Linked DNA regions of Mus musculus: regions 2, 3, 4, 5 and 6 are each linked to region 1. A link is a contact called in public promoter capture Hi-C and targeted proximity ligation data. All regions are on one chromosome and are shown on one strand. The core of a region is the stretch at or near the end of the contact, and the rest is flanking DNA. Distances in the headings are between cores, read along the strand shown.

The links. Promoter capture Hi-C pulls out the DNA fragments that hold promoters and counts their contacts.
Region 2: a contact with region 1 is called in a targeted proximity ligation map of pro-B cells, with 4 times the contacts expected there. A contact is called at or near these places in 3 of 39 promoter capture datasets (cranial neural crest, hematopoietic stem and progenitor cells and hippocampal neurons), 2 of 484 Hi-C or Micro-C datasets (B cells and cortical neurons), 8 of 130 datasets of targeted methods (astrocytes, bone marrow-derived macrophages, embryonic hindbrain and 5 more) and 1 of 9 other capture datasets (embryonic stem cells).
Region 3: a targeted proximity ligation map of memory CD8 T cells shows a contact between it and region 1, with 27 read pairs. A contact is called at or near these places in 3 of 39 promoter capture datasets (the 3T3-L1 cell line, cranial neural crest and liver), 3 of 130 datasets of targeted methods (effector CD8 T cells, extraembryonic endoderm stem cells and memory CD8 T cells) and 1 of 9 other capture datasets (adipose tissue).
Region 4: a promoter capture Hi-C map of hematopoietic stem and progenitor cells shows a contact between it and region 1. A contact is called at or near these places in 4 of 39 promoter capture datasets (the 3T3-L1 cell line, hematopoietic stem and progenitor cells, liver and 1 more) and 1 of 9 other capture datasets (adipose tissue).
Region 5: a targeted proximity ligation map of pancreatic cancer cells shows a contact between it and region 1. A contact is called at or near these places in 1 of 130 datasets of targeted methods (pancreatic cancer cells) and 1 of 9 other capture datasets (adipose tissue).
Region 6: a contact with region 1 is called in a promoter capture Hi-C map of embryonic stem cells, with 2.6 times the contacts expected there. A contact is called at or near these places in 14 of 39 promoter capture datasets (the 3T3-L1 cell line, 3T3-L1-derived adipocytes, the C10 cell line and 11 more), 11 of 484 Hi-C or Micro-C datasets (the AML12 cell line, B cells, CD8 T cells and 7 more), 11 of 130 datasets of targeted methods (astrocytes, bone marrow-derived macrophages, craniofacial prominence and 8 more) and 2 of 9 other capture datasets (adipose tissue and embryonic stem cells).

What each region holds. Positions count from the first base shown.
Region 1 is chr19:28,988,594-28,991,806 of GRCm38.p6, forward strand. Cdc37l1 (cell division cycle 37-like 1) reads left to right here and starts at 1,774. Exons shown (of 7, transcript NM_025950.4): 1 at 1,774-2,076. The coding sequence starts at 1,945.
Region 2 is chr19:29,485,142-29,488,354 of GRCm38.p6, forward strand. No RefSeq gene overlaps it. Among named protein-coding and RNA genes, the nearest start is that of A930007I19Rik, 35 kb to the right of the region's middle.
Region 3 is chr19:29,452,760-29,455,972 of GRCm38.p6, forward strand. It overlaps Pdcd1lg2 (programmed cell death 1 ligand 2), which reads left to right. Exons shown (of 6, transcript NM_021396.2): 5 at 1,706-1,841. The coding sequence ends at 1,818. Among named protein-coding and RNA genes, the nearest start is that of Pdcd1lg2, 43 kb to the left of the region's middle.
Region 4 is chr19:29,429,573-29,432,785 of GRCm38.p6, forward strand. The region is part of intron 2 of Pdcd1lg2 (programmed cell death 1 ligand 2); the gene reads left to right. Among named protein-coding and RNA genes, the nearest start is that of Pdcd1lg2, 20 kb to the left of the region's middle.
Region 5 is chr19:28,676,606-28,679,818 of GRCm38.p6, forward strand. It overlaps D930032P07Rik (RIKEN cDNA D930032P07 gene), which reads left to right and starts at 1,619. Exons shown (of 5, transcript NR_045330.1): 1 at 1,619-1,700. It overlaps Glis3 (GLIS family zinc finger 3), which reads right to left. Exons shown (of 11, transcript NM_175459.6): 1 at 2,991-3,213.
Region 6 is chr19:29,283,846-29,287,058 of GRCm38.p6, forward strand. Jak2 (Janus kinase 2) reads left to right here. Exons shown (of 25, transcript NM_008413.4): 9 at 992-1,149; 10 at 2,456-2,567. Among named protein-coding and RNA genes, the nearest start is that of Jak2, 34 kb to the left of the region's middle.

The DNA of each region.
Region 1 (3,213 bases), core at 524-3,023:
GAAAGTATCTTTTATTCTCCTGAATAATTGTCATCTCTGAGGCTTACTGCCATCTGTTAACCCAAACCTAGTCCTGGAAGCTTCTAGCCTCCACACAATCTAATCTAAGATGAGAATGTTTTCAGCCTCTGAGACTTGCTGCTGAGAAAGCTCACTCTTTCTAGTTCTTTCTGAGCAGTGGCTGGCTGGTTCAGGTCAGTTGTTCTGGCTCAAACACTTCTTCAAGCTAACTGACTCAATTTGACTTCTCTTTCAACCTCTGACTCTTTTGCTCTGCTGGGCCTCTAACTCTGGCAATATGCTCTAATTTTCTAGCTTGCTCTTTCTCTGCCCTGCTCCTTAAAACAAACAAACAAAAACAAAGCAAAACAAAACAAATAAACCATAACTTCTCACTTTACATAATCTAATTCTGTAATTTGGTTTCTTTAACCCAGTGAGTGCCCCTTCTGTGTAGCCCAGGTTGGTGGTGAACTTGAGAATCCTCATGTCTCAGCCTTTCCCAGGATTACAGACTTGTTCATTTCAGAGATATTTCCACATCAGCACGCTGAGATCTACTCTTCCATTGCTTCTACTTACTTATTTTTAGCTTTCTTTTACCACCCCAAAACTGTCTTTGTATTAGATTCCGCTGTAAAAATACTGTTGGGTATTTTCCTGATCATGAAAGAGCTGAACTGAAGCACATAGGCTTTTCATGTCATCCCTCTTCCTTAAATGTTACACAGCATGCTTAACAGCATTTTTCTCATCTATCGCTCGACCATTAGGATTAACGAGCCTTTAGCGTTTGCCAGTCAGGGCTAAGGCAGATGACTCAGTAGGTAAAAATGGTAGCTGAGCAAGCATGAGGACGGTAGTTCAAATACCCAACAAACCTGCACCTCTAATCCTAGCTCTAAATGGGCTGAGACAGAAGGCTTGGTGTCAGTTCTCTGAGCTCAGCGAGAAGAAACCTTGTCTCAAGGGAATGCTGTGAAAAATAACAGAGCAGGAGAACTGATGTGGTCCTCTGGCCTACCCTTGTGAACCTCACGCCCCCACACACCCCTACCTACAGTTTGCCAATCAATCAAAGCTTGAAAGACTGATAGTCTGTCGTCTTATCTGATTGCGAATAGACAACAAGCTAAATTGTTAAACGTGCGGGTTGTGAAGTTAGACTTTCCTAGTTCCTAGGTGTCTGTTTCCCTCTCCCTGGTCCTAGAAACTAAAATCAGGGCCTTGCCTGTGTTAGTTAAATGAGCACTCTACTGCCAGGGTACATTCCCAATCTTTGAGTTTTTCGCTTAAAATGTGTTCTCGGGCTATGGTGGGTCATTTTGTCTCAAAAAGAAAAGGGACAGTGAGTACTCGGATCTTCACGATTCTAAAAAGACACGAGGAACGGAAAGCCCTCTGATACGTCTACTACTTGTCTCAATTCTTTACAAATGTGCTTGCCCCAGTATTTTATTTTTAGTGTCCTCCTCCGCTGTAGCAGGGTTTGGAGAACAGTCTTGTCGCGGGTAATTTGAAGTTAAAGGAAAGTTGGCTGTGCTTTCTAAATCGGTCCCCCTCGACTCCGACTTAGATTGCTCTACACGAAGGAGCTTTTGAAATAGAAGAGGGACAAGTCAGAACACCCTTTGAACGCCCGGATCCGAACCTGCAGAAACCCTAGTTAGCTTTCCCGGACTTAAACTCCAGACTTTGCTTCTTCGTCCAGACGTGGCCACGCCCGGTCACGCCCCCGGAAATGACGTCCCGGCCGGCTACTTCTTCTTCCGCAGTCCGCCGGCGGCACAGTCCAGGCCTGCTCCGGGGGTGCATCGGCTTCGCCAGGGGCAGAGGGATTCTGGGTAACGACCGTGGCCGGCCGGGCGGCTGGCTCCGCCCAGCAGGTTCCACTCACGCCAGGGCCGTTGGCGCTGGCGGTTGCCGGGCCCGGACCAGTGGGACATGGAGCAGCCGTGGCCGCCACCGGGCCCCTGGAGCTTCCCGAGGACTGGCGGGGAAACCGAGGAGGAGAGTGACTTAGACGTGTCCCCCTCTTCGTCCCACTACTCTCCGGTACCGGACGGCGGCGCCCAGGTGAGAGCGGCCTGCGTTCTGCCGGGGGCGGGGGATGGGAAATGTCTGCGGGCATCGCGGGGGAGCCTGATGCCAAGCCACAGCTCTGGCAGCATCTTCCGCGAGAAAAGGAGGCGATCACGCGCGCATTCCCGACCTCCACGTCCACGCACACTTGTCCCTGCACCGGGGCTGGTTGCCCCTCACCTTTGCGAGAGGTTCCTCCTCCCCCTCTCTGCTGCTGTCTGCGTGGAGCTTTGGGGGCCGCTCAAGTGTATAACATTGACCCTTTGTCCTCTGGTGCGTGCTTTCATCCGAGCCTTTATTACGAGCTCCAGCTACTTTGTGCACAGTTGATAGGAACAGAGAGTGATTGTACTTCTAAAATAGTACACCGAGTCCTGACATAAACATCTCACGTGCTCTTTGCCGCGCTGACATCTCAGCAAATTCTGTAAGCCTTGCCTTTGACGCTGGCACACACCTCCGTTTCTATCATTGGTCCTTTACTGTATTCATAGTTTGATTCCGCGTCAGCCTCCGGTGAAAACATACAGCCACCGAATTGGCTTTCAGGCTTCTTCCCGAAGTTTCTGATACTACATGTGTTTTTCAACCCAGCTTTCTTGCCTCGGAAACTGTCAAGTGTTATATGCCAGTTATGGCTTTTATAGGGGTGCTGTGCTATGCTGCGAACATCACCTTCTCCCGACTTTTCACCTGGGTGTGTTTTGAACCAGATTTCAAAAGCATAGACTGAACACTAATCTTTTCAATGAAATTGATTGTAGGTGTCTGATTTCCAGGCGTTTTTGCAAAAATGTGGTCCAATATTATAATAGCTTTTCTTAAAGATGACTGGTTTAAATTGTCTGCCCGCAAGTCAGTCAGCTGAGTTGATTGGGCTCACCCACAGTATGCTGTTTCATAACCACAGACTATGGTCAGCCAACTAGTCATAGGGAAAGTAAGGCAAAATGAGAATTGATGGGTCAGTAGTCACCTAGTTACGGATCACTAGTATCATCTGTGTATACTTAGTATTGCAGAGGGAGAAAACGAAAAGTTGCTGGTGTCAATTTGGACAGGCAAGGGGAAACTGCCTCAATTTCAGTGCACTGTGGTTGACTCGAAGAAGTAATCCAAGAAACCCAACAT
Region 2 (3,213 bases), core at 285-2,784, 500 kb after region 1:
TATAGGATTTATAGCATGGAGGGCAGGCCACTTGTCCTCCAGTTTGCTCAAGTAATTCTGCTGCTCAAAAATCTCTCCAAGGAAATGCAAAATATAGAAGACACTGTAGGCACAAAAAGTTGTTCTCTCTCTCTCTGTATGTGTGTGAGAGAGAGAGAAAGAGAGAGACAGACAGACAGACAGACAGACAGAGAGACAGACAGAGAGACAGAGAGAGACAGAGTTAGATTGCTCAAGGTTAATGTCCCTGTTTAGAAATGCTATTCCAGGAATTTTCTTCTAAAGAAAAGAAGTAGAACAGAAGGGAAAGAACTTGCTTTAGTTACAACATCTCTGTCCCCAAACTGGAAATAACTTGTCTAGCAGAGTGAAAATAGATTAGTCATAGAGCTGTGTTGGTATTATAGGTTACCATCGGACCATGGAAATCTCAAGAACAAAATTACAGAGAAATACAAAAAAAATTGTTGAATGTCATCTTAAGTCTCTGTATGTTGGTAAGTTATTATGAAGTCAGCACACAATTTGCATCTATTACTTGTCCATTCTCATGGGACCCTATGGGGGCAGGGGGTTCAAGTCTTAGACAGAGGAGAAAATGCAGACAGTGTTGCTGAGCCAGGACTGAAATGTAAGCTCACAAATACCAAAGCCCAGAGGAGAGACCAATAGTGGTGGGTATGTGTGAGAGAAGGGGCGGGGGATGGTGGGGTAATGCGCAGGGCACCTTAGCACCATTTGGGGTACAGTGCCAAGCCAAAATAAACAACCAAGGTAAGAAAATGGCTGGAAAGGAGTGCCCTAGACTGTCAAGAGGGCTTTGTTCAAAAACAAGGTTCAAAAATATGACCCTTCTGGAGAATCATATGCATACAAAATTCCTTTTAAGACAGCTAGCTGTTGGGCTTTGTGCAAACTGTCATTTTTCTCTAGAGTATGTTTTCTAAAGCAGAATGGCCACTGAGATGCTGTGGTGTTCACAGACAACAAAAATACCTCCACGATGTTGTTATTAGCAAGATCGTTTCTTTACAAAATTTGGGGAAAATTCCTCCTTAAAATCCTTTTGTAAAGATCAGCAGTAGGGTGGGAGGTGGTGGGGCAAACAGCTTATATTTCATATTCCTTTCTTTTTTTTTTCCTTCTTTCACTTTGCTTTCAAGGCTGTGTAACAAGAATTATAGTAATAGTGAGTAGCTCTGCCCATGCCATGAGACTGTAAGCAATTTTTATTCTCACTGTATTTGAGAGGCAAGCACAATTTGAGTATTTTCAGCATAAAAACATTTAAACATTATTTTTTTAAAATATGTTTAAATTTTAGAATTTCACTGGGGTTTTGGCAAAATTTTATACATACAACTTGTGTTTCCCGCAATATCGAGCGCAGATTTCCACCTGTGTTTTTCTGAGACTCTGAAGAGAAACTAAAAGATAAGTTTGAGCAGACACTGGGCTTGCCAGCATCCTGCTGGCCTCAGGAGATGTCACAAGGGCCAGAGCACATACGCATGACTGAGCTGTGGCTGAGCATATGAACCACATGTGACAAGAGACAGTGTGAGCACCCCTTCTGACGACTGCTTGGGGAAGTTGTCTTCAAGAACCACCCCAGGGTAGAAAAGTCATGTGTAGGGAGTGCAAGGGTCCTTTCCCAAAACACAAAAACTTTTGTTCAATGTTCTCAGAATGAAGAGTCTTTAGAGTGTCATCCCCAGGTGACTGCGACATAGTGGAAGTGACTCTGTGAGGGCTGTTGGGAAAGCATGAAGGCCCTGAGGGACAGTTCAAAGCCAGTTCAACCAGAGCTTTTATTTTCTGACTGAGCATCTGAGTGACAGGGTAAGGCACTGGACCATCTCAGCAACATCCTTCTGTTTCAAGGGTATATGGGGTCCACCCACTCCCCGGGGCGTATTACATTCTATCTTGTGATTTGAATCCCCGACAGCTATGTGTCATGAAGAGTACAAAACGTTGTATTAGATATGTTTCACACTGGGGGGGTTCAAAGAAAACTAGAGAAATATACATCACAAGCTGGGAAAGTTGTATCAAAACTGAGATTGCATACAGTTGTATGTCCAATGAAGGGAGACGGGCTCCAAGGAATTCAAAACAGAAGGGAGCTCGTGATCAGAAGTAAGGTAAGAAGCAGCGAGGAACGGAGAAGTGCGCTGAGCCTGGATGCTTTCCGGTGACGTGTGGAGAACAAGAATCGAGACTTGCTCTCCAGGATTGGGACTCCAAAATCCACCCAGCTGTCCAACCACTCCCCGGGCCACTCAGGATGGTCACTGGCATAAATTCCAGAGAAGCGCCTCAGATATGCCTTGCTGAAGCAAGAGTTTCTCTTGTAGTTGTAGATTGTGAGGGCTTCTGAGGGACCCTGAAGACAACTCCCAGGGCGCAGTCAGGGCAGCAAGAGCCACTCAGGGTCCTTGGGGAAGTAGGCATTTTCCCATCAATTCCGTCTGTTACAGTGGTGCAGTCACCGCCCGCGGTACTTGCTGGAACTCAGGCCTGAGTGCTGAAGAAGAACAATGTAAACTTGCAAGAGTTCGAGGCCAGCCTGGTCTACAAAGTGTGTTCCAGGACAGCCAGGGCTATACAGAGAAACCATGTCTCGAAAAACCAAAACCAAACAAAAAAACCACGTGGTGTTTTATTTGACCTGCCTTTCTTATCATCTGCCAGTATGAGTATCCATCCACTTGTCCATAGCAAGACAAAAATCAGATAAGGTACAGAAGAGAGACTTAGGGGATGGGGTGGGACGATGCCTCTCTCTCCCTCTCTCTCTCTCTCTCTCTCTCTCTCTCTCTCTCTCTCTCTCTCTCTCTCAGCCCTTTAGGAAACTAGGTGCCTGCCTTTTATCTGCTTGTGACAGGGTTAGTGAAGGACCAAGGTGAAATTATGAGCTTGGCTTTTGAGGCACTAGCCAGGGACTAGGATAGGGAGGGCATAAATGCTTCAAATAACCCTCTTCGGGAAGACTCAGGCAGTATGGGGTGGGGGGGAAGTGGCTGCATGTAAACAAGACAGGAAATATACTCACTCGTCCTGGCCTTCCCCTCTGCACACACTTCCCTGACCCTCTGTCTTTCTGCCTCGTCATTCTCTGTGGAGATCTAGGTTTTAAGAAGTTCCTACGCTCTATTCCTTAACTCCACTAGGTTAGTAGCATATGAGGACTTGGGGACCGCACCATTT
Region 3 (3,213 bases), core at 407-2,906, 460 kb after region 1:
CTAAAGTCTTCAAGGGTAAGCAGAAATTCCATACATGGAAGGATCTATGAGCAGACCTGGACAGAACAAGGGTTCCCAAAGACGCTGAGGCAGGGGCCTGGCTCACAGCACTACCTTGCAACATGCATGTAGTAGAAAAAAAGCAGTGTGATCAGTTAGGGTTTGCAACACACCTCTACCTGTTGCATGTAATTTTAAAAATATGCTATCTCCTTGGCAGATCTGCTGCGCCATCCCCACTCTCGGAAAAACCCATTCTTCCCAGCTTAGCTCCGCCAATGGCCAGCTGGTGCCTTTCCCAGGAGCTGCGATTATGCTCCCAGCCCTTCCCAGCTAGCCACCAGCTACTGCCTCTCTCTATCTCTGCCCACCTCTCTGAGACTTAGACAGCTTTATTAACTTAGTACTTGTCAGATAGCATAATTGCTGGGAGCAGAATCTCATTGTTCCCAAGCATGGCCACAAACTCCTTTCTCTTTCCTCCTCCTCCTCTTCCTCCTCCTCCTCCTCCTCTTCCTCCTCCTCCTCCTCCTCCTCCTCCTCCTCCTCCTCCTCCTCCTCCTCCTCCTCCTCCTTGGACCCGGAAGTTCTACCTTTACCCTTCACCCAGCAATTAGCTTCCACCTTCTTTATTGACACAATCAAGAACCAATTCAGCTCCTCTCCCTACATCTACCAAACTGGCCCTTATCTTTTTGGTTCTAGCGTTCACATGCTCTTGGATAAAGATGATAGCTCTGGGGCTTGAGTTTTGGATCAAGAAGATCTATATCTAAAACCCTGGCTGTTTTACTTCCTTGGAAACAATTACCATAGACAGATTAGCATCCCTGAGGCTTCCTTGGCTCTAAAGTGACTCTGGATTATATATATATATCCTTCCTTAGCCAGATTTTCCCATGGTCCCATACTCTGTAGAGGGAAGGTCAAGAGCAGAGCAGCCAGCAGAAATAGGCATAGGGTAACTTGTGTGCCTATTCTTTGCCATGTTTTCAACATCTCTGTAGCCCTCTTTTCTCTCCATCTGGCCAGCCTGAAGGTACCAGTGCTCTGCAAAGCTGTTCCCCAGCCTTTAAATTAAATCGCCTCTTCACTAAATGGATGTGTCAGTGGCAGCACCTTGGTTAGTTCAGACAAGATAAGGGGTAACTTGTATCTGAATGGCTGGATTTAACATGTCAGCCCATTGGGGATATTCTGCTCTTTCAAAAGGACCTTGCTGGTGTTTAAAATTGAATAACTAACAGTGCAGAGTCTAGGCTCTTGAGTTCTTATCAGTGAGGGAGAAAATACATTTTTGAGCTGAGGGACTTTTTCTACTTGAATGAGAAAATCCAGATGGTGAAGAAAAGAGAGATGGAGGTAGAGATAGCGACAGAGACAGGGTGGGAGGGAGGAAAAAGAAAGATGACGAATAGGTGGGTGGGTGGAACAACAAAGCGACAAAAGGACTGCATCATAGCTGAATCACCTGCTGTCTAACTTTGGGGACATTTCTCAGCCTTTCTTCTTTCATGGGTGAATGTGGAGATCAAAGAAGAGGCTGCCTCACTGGGTGGAGGTGAAAGGAAAAGAACCTCTACTTGAGAGAGATGTGGAATGAAGGCTTAACTTCATTTCCACGTGGTAGAAACCACACAGGAAGCCACCTCAGTCTGTCTCGGGGCCACCTTGTGATGAGATTCCGGTTCTCTCATTCACCCAGGTCGGATGGAACCCAAAGTCCCCAGAACGTGGCCACTTCATGTTTTCATCCCGGCCTGCACCATCGCTTTGATCTTCCTGGCCATAGTGATAATCCAGAGAAAGAGGATCTAGGGGAAGCTGTATTACGGAAGAAGGTGAGTGACTTACAAGCCATGTAAGCCTGTGGCCTGCGGGTCTTCAGAGAAGCACTTCAAGCCTAGAAGGGTTTTGAGATTACCCTGGGGACATTCTACTCCAAGAAGAACATGGTCCAGTCTTCAGTGAGCTGAACCCACGCTGAAGTTTTGTGTTGTTTTATTTTGGTTTTTTTGTTTTTTAAGGGGAAGTTTGTTCCAGGGCTGAAGGAGTTTGGCTTGCCCTCCAAGCTTCATGGTAGCCAAGTTATAGAATCAGCCAGATTCCCATCAATGATAAACAATTTTTTAAAAAAATGTGATATGTGTGCATAACAGAGCACCTTGTAGCCTTAAAGAAAAAATTAAATACTGTCATTTTTCAGGGGAAGAAATGAAGCTAGAGGTCATCGTTTTAAGCCCTACTCAGAAGGTGCAGACAGAGATTATATTTCTTTTGATATATAGATTCTAGACTTAAAAAAAAAATAAATACAAGGACAAGGTACCCGCACAGCGGAAAGGAGATACAATGATGGAAGTGTATATGTGTGTGAAAAGCCATGATGATTAGGCTGGAGAAATGGCTCCTGAGTTAAGAGAGTCATCTTACAGAGGACTTGAGTTCAATTCCCAGCATCCATATCAGGAAGTTCCTGATCACCTGTAACTCCAGCTCCAGGGGATCTAAGGTCCTCTTCTAGCCTCCCAGGGAGCTAAGTTAGTCCACCAGAGGGCCCTATCTGAGCCAATGCTGAGGGCCTAGTGGGTAAGGGGTTGAATGTACACAACTGTGGCCGACAGGAAGTCCCACCTGCCTCTTCAGCCATATGTGTCTTGCACAGAGACCAATGGCAAGTAGCATGTGAGGATGCCATAACTAATTCACTGCCACTGTGGTGTAGAGCTCTTGAGTCCTTGCTAGAGCAGAGTCCCATGCAGAGCCCATTAAACTTTCATGGCTGATGAGGAAAGAGGGGCTTCCTTCCTTCTCGTCAGCTGCACCATTTGCCCCTTCTACACTAGACCCTCATAAGGAACCTGAGTCAAGAGCTTTAACTTCTCTCTCTTCTACAGTTCTTTGGGCCATTGTTGTCCTGAGACTACAGTAAAGATAGAGAAGTCTCCATCCCTTTCTTTCTAGAAGCCTCCTCGGCTCCTGTACAGATTTATTCATCAGATAATCACAACTTATGATGCCTGCTGAGTACTGGGAGGGCAGCCATTGCCAGTCCATAAAAGTGTCTTATTAACTATTCCTTTCATAGAGCCATTCAATCCTTTGTTGAAGGATCCAGTGTGAAACAATATGTTCCAGAGAAGTTGGCAAATTCTAGTTCTGTTTTATCAGCTAGGCTTAAGTATATGGGAACTATGTTTCTCTCATCAGTAG
Region 4 (3,213 bases), core at 344-2,843, 440 kb after region 1:
AAAAAAAGACTCCCAAATTATCTAAGTTGGGTGTCCTTTGATCGCTTCGGAAGTTCAGGTCTAGATTGAAGCTTAATTTAGTTCCTGCACAGCAAATGAAATGTAAGAGAAAACACAGTTACCTTACCACAAAGCCAAACGTTTACCTGCCTCAGTCTTAGGTGCTGTCTACTCTTGCTGGCAGTAGCTGGTAGAGTCGCAGCCGAGTCATCAGAGCAGAGAGAGGAGAGCGAATTATAGCTAGAGATGAATTTGTGTTCCATTTCCATAGACACCACTCAGTGGCCTTAAGCAAACTGTTCTTCTTAAAACCTGTCAAATACGAACAGTATCACCTACTAAGGAGGGATGACAGAGGACCAATCAGAGGATAGAAGAGTCCCTGGGTGTTGGGACCAGTGTGTTTAATAAAGGTTAACTATCACTCTTTCCCCAGTTACACAGTGTCCTAAGTCTGCCTCACAGATCCTGGGTTTTAGGTTTGGGGCAAGCCTGAGAGACTGTGTTTCTAATTAGTGCTCAGGTGACGCTGAAAGCAACGTTTCAGGTGGCAAGGTGGTCGTCGGTGTTTGCAACTGCAGATGTTTGATCTGCCTAGTTAGACTTATTCAATACTGTCTGCAAGTTAGAAGCTCCAGGGAAACGGCAAGACGAATGTCTGCTTACCCCAATAATAACTTCATCTAAAGAATGCGAATTAGGGTTTGGGCATTAATATTTTTTTCTAAGAAAAAAAAAAGTCTTTGCTATGGTCTATGGTCTAGATATATGTTCCTCAAAGGTTCCTGTTCCCTTATACCTCCAGGGCAGTGGTGTAAGCTTTAAGAGGTAGGGTCTAACAGAAGTTAATTAAATCCCAAACGTCCACACTGATAAAAAGAGTCCCATCTGTCTTTGAAGAGTGGGTAGTTATAACGGGAAACTACCCCAAGAGTATGGCCATCCCTTTCTGCTTCTTCACACAGGCAGGGCTGTGTGCTGGCGCCAAGCTTCTTGGAGCCCCCACCACCAGAATCTTGAACTTCAGTACACAGCACACAGGTATTTTGTTAAAGCAACCATGAGTGGGCAGAGGCAGTGTCCCAGAAGGCTCCTGTGTCAGACTGGCTGAGGCCTTCTGCTTGGTTAGTCTAACCCGCTGACAGCCAGCCCTGAGAAAGAATTGTGTACAGAATCCATTACAAGTGGTTTCATTTCCTCTGTGATTCACAAAAAAGCTGAAAGTTATAGAATTTCAAACGTATGTTGCATCTCCTAAACTACCCATTTTGTGAGAAATCAAGCCCAAAGCTTTGCATGTCTTGGAAGCTATACCTGAGGTGAAGTTAGTCTAAGTAACAAGTCTCAGTCATTGTGAAGTATTCCGATGCACGGTTTGTCAGGTCATTGTTCTTTCCTCTTGTAAATACTACCCCCAAGCCCCCAAAAGTCACCTATCTGAAAGGTAAAATGTATTTCTAAAGCTCAAGGCATTTATTCTGCAAGGGGTGGGGGTGGAGTGGGGTTGAAAAAAAAAGAGAAGCCATGTGTTTATAAAAGGTTGGGGCAGGGGATGAGGGAAGTTCTGCGGTAATGACAGGGGAGTTCCAGAGGAAGTTATGGGCTCTCTCTCCTCTCTCATGAGAAAAAAAAGATAGAGCGGTAAACAGCTTAGCTGTTAACACATCTCCAAATCTACCCAGCCAGTTATCTTCCTTGCACACTCCTCTTTCCCCTTCACCACCTCTCTCCTTGTTTTCCGTTTGGGCATCTGAAATTTAAAAGGGGAAACAGACTTTAGTAGTAGTAAATTCCTAAGCTAAATGCTCAGAAAATAGCTTAGTATATCTTTGATGAGGGATGATTATGCTTCCCGCCCCCTAGGGAGCCGCAGAGTGGATTTGAAACAAAGTATCTTTTAGTTACAAGTGAGTGAAGGGTTTAGAGATGATTTCTGATTTAGTCACTTTTCTCCCTGGCTGGTACCTAAGTAACAGCCTGGCAGAAGCGACCTTAGGGAGAAGGGTTCATTTTGTTTCACCATTGGAGAGGACACAGGAGTCCACAGTGGTTGGGAAGGCGCGGTAGCAGATGTGAGGCAGCTGTCACATCAGGAAGCAGGAAGAAAGGGATGCTGACGCTCAGCTAACTTTCTCGGTTTTACTTAACCCAGGACCCCAGTCCATGAGATGCTGTCACTCCCAGGCGGATCTTCCCTGCTCAGTTAAGACTCCTAGGTGTTTCAAAATCCCATCGAATTAAGACTTAATCATCACAGTTCTCCTAAGAATGGATCTAAACACTAAGTACATAAGAACTTGTTATTTCAGCATGCAAAGGACTCTACAGAATGGAATCATACAGGAATTCCTGAGCTACATCCTTTTTTTTTTTACTAGTATGATCCGAGGGTCTTTTCAGCCTGATCCAGCAAGGACACGCATGATTTACATTGTTTTGCATAGAAGCATATACCTTAGAGCCTTTCTCCTGGGCCCCATGTTACACAAACAAATGCTGGGCATGTGTGCATCTCCTCCACACTACAGATCTGTGTAAAATGTGCATTAATGTTCTAGTTGTAGTCAAAGCAGAGAATGGAGGTAATAAACTGTCCAGTCATTTTTGGTAAAGCTCATTTGTGAAAATCACTGTCTGGTATGCTGGGTGGTAACCCACAGTTGCTGATTCGTGTGGTCTCTTGTGAAGTATGCCTCAGGGAGAAGTGAATGCAGGCAGGCTAGGAGTCTTCTCACCACGCTCCCCTTTCCCTCCCTGCTCCTCCAGAAGTGAGATTAATATTTTGGATACTTGAAAAATGCCAAAGCAAGCAATCTTATTCATTTCTAAGGTTTGAAGGATAATGGAAGTTTGAATTAAAAGAGACTGGCAAGCTGAGTATGGCCACACCCTGGCCACCCCAGCACGCAGGAGGCTGAAACAGGAAAGGTTTGAGTCCAAGACTATACAGAACTATGTAACAAGACCCTGTCTTATAACCAAAGATGATCCAAAAGTGAATTGCAATGTGAACATCAGCCAGCAGGAAAACCAAAAGGTTTTTGGAGTCAGGCCAGGGAACAGACAACCTTCCTGGTTAATTAAAATATTCTGGTTTGCCACAGTTGTGGTGGGCACCTAGAATCTGAGGACTCAGAAGGCTGAGGCAGGAGGAGGACGAGCTAACAGCCTGGGATACATAGTGAGACCCTGTCAGCGAGAGAAAGAAAAGAG
Region 5 (3,213 bases), core at 369-2,868, 310 kb before region 1:
ATCTTGGAGAATTACAAACTAACATTCCAACTCCGGTGATCAATAACTATGATGCCAATATAGACAGAATGCCCTCAGGCCTACTTTACTAGTAGTAAAGGCAACGGGGGACGCGTTTCGGGGAGGAGAGCTAGTGAGAGAGAACACTGGCAGTCCTCCAAAATCAAATGATCCTGAATGCCACATGAAGAAAGGCAGAACTTTTACAAAGCATCACTTCCAGCCATTCAACTGTCCCCAGTCGGGATTTTTTTTTTTTTTTTTTTTGGGTCAGGCAAAAAATCCACCCCACTAGGTATACTCCAGAGTCCATCCAAGGAGAGTCACTTTCCAAACGGGACAACTCCAGGTATCCAAACTCTGCTAACCGGAAGAACTTTGGTAGAATCGCCAATGAAACTGGTGGAAACATTGGATGGACCAACGATGGCGTGAAGAAAAGCCACTCTACCTGAACTGACCTCAAGGGAAGCAAGGAGACAGGGAATCCACCCAGAGCACACAGAAGTAATTACTCACTCTGAAGGAGGCCTGAGTCCTGACAGGAAAGAAAAGACACGAACTAAGTAGCAATAAGAATGGGAAGAAAGCCTCCTTCAGTTCAAGGGGGAGGGGCTGGAGCTCCTCTAAATGAACACTGTAGCAGATCCTAGTAAAGGCCTTAAATGTCAGCAGTTCTCACTAGAGAAGGGGGGGGGGTGCCCTCTCACACAGTTCTCTCTCTATAGATCATTTCCAGGGACAGCCTTCATTGTTTTTCTGCAAACTTTTGCAGGCTGCACCTGCTTTGTGTAGCCTCACAGGAAACCAAAGAGAAAAAGGAGGAGTAAGAATTTTTAAACTAACCCAAATTCATTTTTACAATGAATCAAAATTCCTAACGTAGTCTAAAAATTGAAGTCCAACGGGCACGGAGACATTTAGGGAACCGGGCCTGGCTACTTCCCAATGAAGAAATCGTGACTCATCAAAGCTTCAGAACGGACACAAGAGAGTTTGCATTTGTCTGGAGTTCACCTTCGGGCCAAGAAATGCTCTCCACTGTGAGCCTCAGTGTTTTTTCTAGATGCTTAAGTTTGGCAGGGGTTCTTTCTCTGGGTCCCATAACCCAGAGAACTGGTCCACTGGGGGGAGCTGTATAAACTTCTCTTTCCTCACCAACTCTAGGGCCACCTGAGACCACTACCCCCAATTCAAGAGATGTTGAAGTCCTAAAGCTCTAAGGAATTGGAAAGGTGTCCTCTCCAATTGCAATTGCTGGAGTGCAGTCCCTGCGGGCACTGCTCTGGAGAATTCCGGAAGTGATCCCCTACACTCTATCCCATGGGACCTAGCGGATGTCAAGGAAGACAAGCCAGGAAGGGAGGTACACAGAGCAGAGGAACCAGGAGTGGCTAGGGGTGCGGGGTCAAGATGTGCGGCCCGGGACAGTGGGTGAACACCCCTCCTGGGGTCCTCAGCACCCTCCCACACACGGCACACCCACACACCTTTGCCCCGCGGGGGGTCTTGGGTCCTAGCCTCAGGGATCTCCGGAGGTGAGCGAGGGGCGGGTCCGGAGGTGAAGTGGAGCCTTCCCGGTGCTCTGGGCAACCAGACCGCCCCCGCTCTCCCCCCTCCCCCTCCCGCGGCGCGAGCGAGAGAACGCAACAAAACAAAACAAACTCGTGCCGGCTTCCTGTTGTGCAACCACTTTCTGAGTAAGTAAGGGGCTGAAAGGCCGCCAGTTAGGAAGCCGGGCTGCGGGGGACCCTGCTGGCCAAAGCACCCGGAGCCGCACTGGGGTACATAGGGCCCTGCACTGTGACCCTGTCCGGACCACGGGGCGACTACCCTCCCTGCCCCCACGAGTGTCGTTTTGCTATTGCCTCCCAAACACACTACCAGATCTAAGGGCGCGACCTCGACGAACCTTTTTGCCAAAAAAAGAAAAAAAAAAAGGAAACCTCCAAAAGTTTCCTCCAGGTACCTACTTGAATCATCCATAGTAGGATGACAAATCCGCCCTGGTCAAGGTTTTCAGACACTTGGGTGAGTTTCTCGTCCCCCGGGTGACTTGTCAGCTCTAGTGAGTAACTTGGAACTGTTGCTTGGGGCAAGGTGTGTGTCTAGGAGAGCCAACAGCTCACTCACGCTTTCCAGAAAGTGATCCCGACCGACTTCAAAATAGACACAGGGTCATTTATAGGGACCGGAGCCTTGAAGCGGGACTCGAGACAGACATTTCCCAAACAGTGCTGACATTTTGTCCCCGGCCCATAAAAATGTAAACGCGAGGTGACAAACCCGGCGGGGAGTGCTAGGTGTCTGAATGTGTCTGCGATTTCGTGGCGTGGGAGGTTACAGTTGAAAACTTGGCGGCTGCGGGTCGATGCACCGCTCCTAACTAGTAGCTGTGCCCCCAAACCCGAGGACCTCACTGAACAATGGGGACACCAACTTGGATGAGACGGAGAAGTGAAAAACAGCCTTCGTGGCGCCCCATAAACACGTGGAAGCCGAAAAGACAACTACAACCCCGACTGTGAGCTAAAGACCTCAAAGTCCCATCACTCCCCACTTTGCCAAAGTTTCCCTAAGTAGGACCCCGGTGCTCGCCCTGTATCTGGCCCTGATTGTGTAACCTTCTGGTACCTGTATTTTCAGTTAAAAGGCACGGAGACTCTCCCTCATAAACGAAACTTCCACACCTTGTTGGTTTCCTTTCTGTCTACACCCCGCGCTCTTAGGTAACTGACAGCCAGTTTGATGGCTAAATGAGTATTGCCATCAGCCTCGGTAAGGTGTGCCTAGGTCTCTAGAAGCCCTGTGAGTCTGGGGGAGTTGGTGTGCTCCTGTCCTCAAACCCGTGCGAATGCCACCAAGCCGGCATGCAGAAACTCTTTCTAATCCCGAGTTTGCGTCCCCAGGCTTGACCGCCCCCACACTCTCTAGCGCCTTCTCTCTCTGTCCCTCGCCTGCAGAACAAAGTTCCTATGGCATCCACTTACCAGGTAACCGGATTTCCACAACAAAGCTAGGCGAGCGAGTCCCTTCTCCCGGCCAGCCCGCTCGTGACAACACTAGCGATGCGTGGGTGGAGGCTGAGCCCCCTCAGCGCTCCACGCCGGCTCTGCCTCCTTCGGAAAGGAAAACTCGCATCCAAGCCCGTGGCCGGAGCGCGGAACTACGGCCGGAGGGCCGTGTGTGTGCCCGCGCGAGGCTGCGACGGCG
Region 6 (3,213 bases), core at 441-2,940, 300 kb after region 1:
TCCTTCTCTGATGCGTGAGTCATCACTTCTCTGATGTCCACTCCGCTGGTGTTCAGAGTCCCATGTTTGTCTGGTTTTCCCATGTGTATCAACTGGAGTATCTGTTGGCCTTCTCTTGGAGACTGTGCAATTTAGAAATTAATTTGGAATTTCTGTGCTTGTTTTGTTTTTGTTTTTCACGAGACAGGGTCTCACTATGTGGCTTTGGTTGTCCTGTAAACCAGACTGGCCTTGAATTCACAGAGATCTCCCTCCCAAGTGCTGGGCTTAAAGGCATATGCCATTGTGCCCACTTTAGGAGATATTTTTATATTTTTATAATCTTGAATTTCCTTATCCAAGAACATAATTCATTTTCTGTGTATGCAGATAATGTGTTACATTGTACAAGAGTATTTTGAAACTTTTAACAATCATTTTCAATTTTTTGGTTAAGTTTAATTCAACATAGGGCATTTTTCTTGCTGCTATAAATAGGGCTTTTTTAAAAAGCATTCAATTACATTGATTATTTTGATAAATGGAAAATAAGTACTTTTTAAGTATGTGTGCTTTTCTATTAGATAAAGTGACACATTTTTGATTATATGTTCATATGTATATATTTTAATAAAAAAAAATCTCAGCATACTTCCATATCCTAACACATGTAGTTTAGTCTGAGCAGTATATAAAAATAAATGTTTGTATTTATAATTAATCTCAACTTTTATGTATGTATTAGATTCTGACTAACTCTCTCAGGGTCATTGAAGTGTATAGTTATGAATGGTTAGTGACTAACTGGGAAGGTGAGCTAAGCCTGTGTTTGGGAGGGTCTTACATATCAGATAGAAGGATTTGTTAAATCATGCTAGGGAACTAACTGGAAGTTATACAAAATATTTGAACAATTTAGAGGAAATTAACCAGAATAGAGTATAGAGAATTTCCAACATTAGAATTTAATTGGTTTTTTAATTCCATGGTTTTCTTTTTCTTTTCTGATTAGGAGATAGAACTTAGCTCATTAAAAGAAGCCTTGTCATTCGTGTCATTAATTGACGGGTATTACAGACTAACTGCGGATGCGCACCATTACCTCTGCAAAGAGGTGGCTCCCCCAGCTGTGCTCGAGAACATACACAGCAACTGCCACGGCCCAATATCGTGAGTAATGCCACATTTCACAGGACAGTTCTAGGAGCTGGCTGGTAGGTTAGCATAAGGACTGTGGAAGTCCGAATTCCAGGCACTCCAGTACAAGACTGAACATAGCCGATCTAACAGATGAGACAGTCAGGCACATCCCGAGAGCTTCAGGCCAGACAGACAGCTGAGTGCTGCTGGCTCAGTGAGAGACCTTTCCTCAAAGCAACAAGACAGTTGTAAGGAAGACATTGACACGCTGTCCTGGTCACCAGAGTACATTTTTCAGAGGGAAATGTTCTACAAAGTGTGCTTAATACCCATGTTTCTAGGTCAGTACTGTGCAGGGGAACTTTACACAGTGCCGAAAAGGTTCACTGTTTGGACATTCTAATTAAATATAGTCTGGATTTATACTTAATTGTATTTTCATTTCTTTACCTTTCAATACCCAAGGCTACGAATTACTGTTCTAGTTTGCTTTCTGTTGCTGAGCAGAAGCAACATGAAGAGAAACGGCCTTTTAATTGGCTCACAGTCCAGGTCACAGTCCATCATAGAGGGTGCCAGAGCAGGAGCTCAAACAAGAACCGAGGCAGAAACCACGCAAACCCTGCTTCCTTTCTCACTCTCCTTGTTTATGGGCAGCCTGCCTAAGGAAAGCATCGTAGGCAGCACCCTCCCACATCCCTTAACAGTCAAGATAATCCCCCAGACGCGGCCACAGGCCAGTCTAATCTGAGCAGTCTTTCAGTTGAGACTCCCTGTTTCCAGGTGGCTCTTGGCTGTTCTCAGCAGGGCAGGGACCTTATGACCACCCAGCACCTTTGCAGGCCTCCTATTGTTGTGTAAATTACATCCTGCTCTCCAGTGCTGCGTCTTTGAAATTTATGCACATACTAATTCTTTTGGCACATAGGACATTTTTGGACTGGTATTTTCCAGTCACTGCAGATCTTCGGTTAGATTTGATACTGTTGTAAATATAGAAAGATGATTTTGTATTAGTATTTCTGGGATAGAAGAGACATGAGAGATTTTATGGGAGTATATTTTTTAAATTATTCAATTTGTAAAAAGCAGAACATCAAAATGAATGAATTTTCCTCGTGGCTTTATTGTTTCGTAGTGTCTTAAAATAATATAATTATTCCTTGAATTGGTTTGAACTCACTACAAAATAACTCGATACACTTATTTCTCTTGAAAACAAATTTTGTAGCTATATATAGTAGGGAGTGTTCTGAGGCGTGATTTTTATTTGGTTGCTGTGGCTGTCAGTCACATGTGCAAGCTGCCATTCATATGATTTCTCCTTGACTTGTAGAATGGATTTTGCCATTAGCAAACTAAAGAAGGCGGGTAACCAGACTGGACTATATGTGCTACGATGCAGCCCTAAGGACTTCAACAAATACTTTCTGACCTTTGCTGTTGAGGTTAGTAGGTCACATTTATTAATAGCAACATGTTGTGTAATCTGTCTTTCTCCGTCAAGAAGTATTTTATTTTTAATATTAAGAATTATAGTTCTTGAGATGGTAATTGGCATAGTCATACTTGGCATATCTTAAAATGTCATAAAATAAATAATTCATAAAGTTAATGTAAATACATAAATAACTATAATGCCTTTGTTTTTGACGTTTATTTTATTTTTTGATGTTTGAGTATTAGCCATGTGTCAAGTGGTTATTTCGTTAAGTATACTCAAGTCTACTTACAACAACCAAAAATATTTACCAAATCGTTTAGAGGAAAATAAGTGACAAGAACATTTCCTGATTCTAGAATAGGTTACTAACTGCGACATTCAGAGCACCAGGGACATGATTGCATATAAGAGTGCACTGGACACTCACTGTTAAATGCACGTGAATTTGGATCTCATCGAAGATTGTTTATCCATATTTATCTTTAAAATATATGCAGCTACATGCTCTAAATCTTGAGAGGATTTGTAGCAACATCTAGATTTATTTTATAAAAATATAGAAGGTAAAGATGTTATTCAATTATTTCCTAAAAGCACCTACGTAGCACTCAGCACATGTAGTGAAGGAACTGAGTATAAGGGCAGCAGGT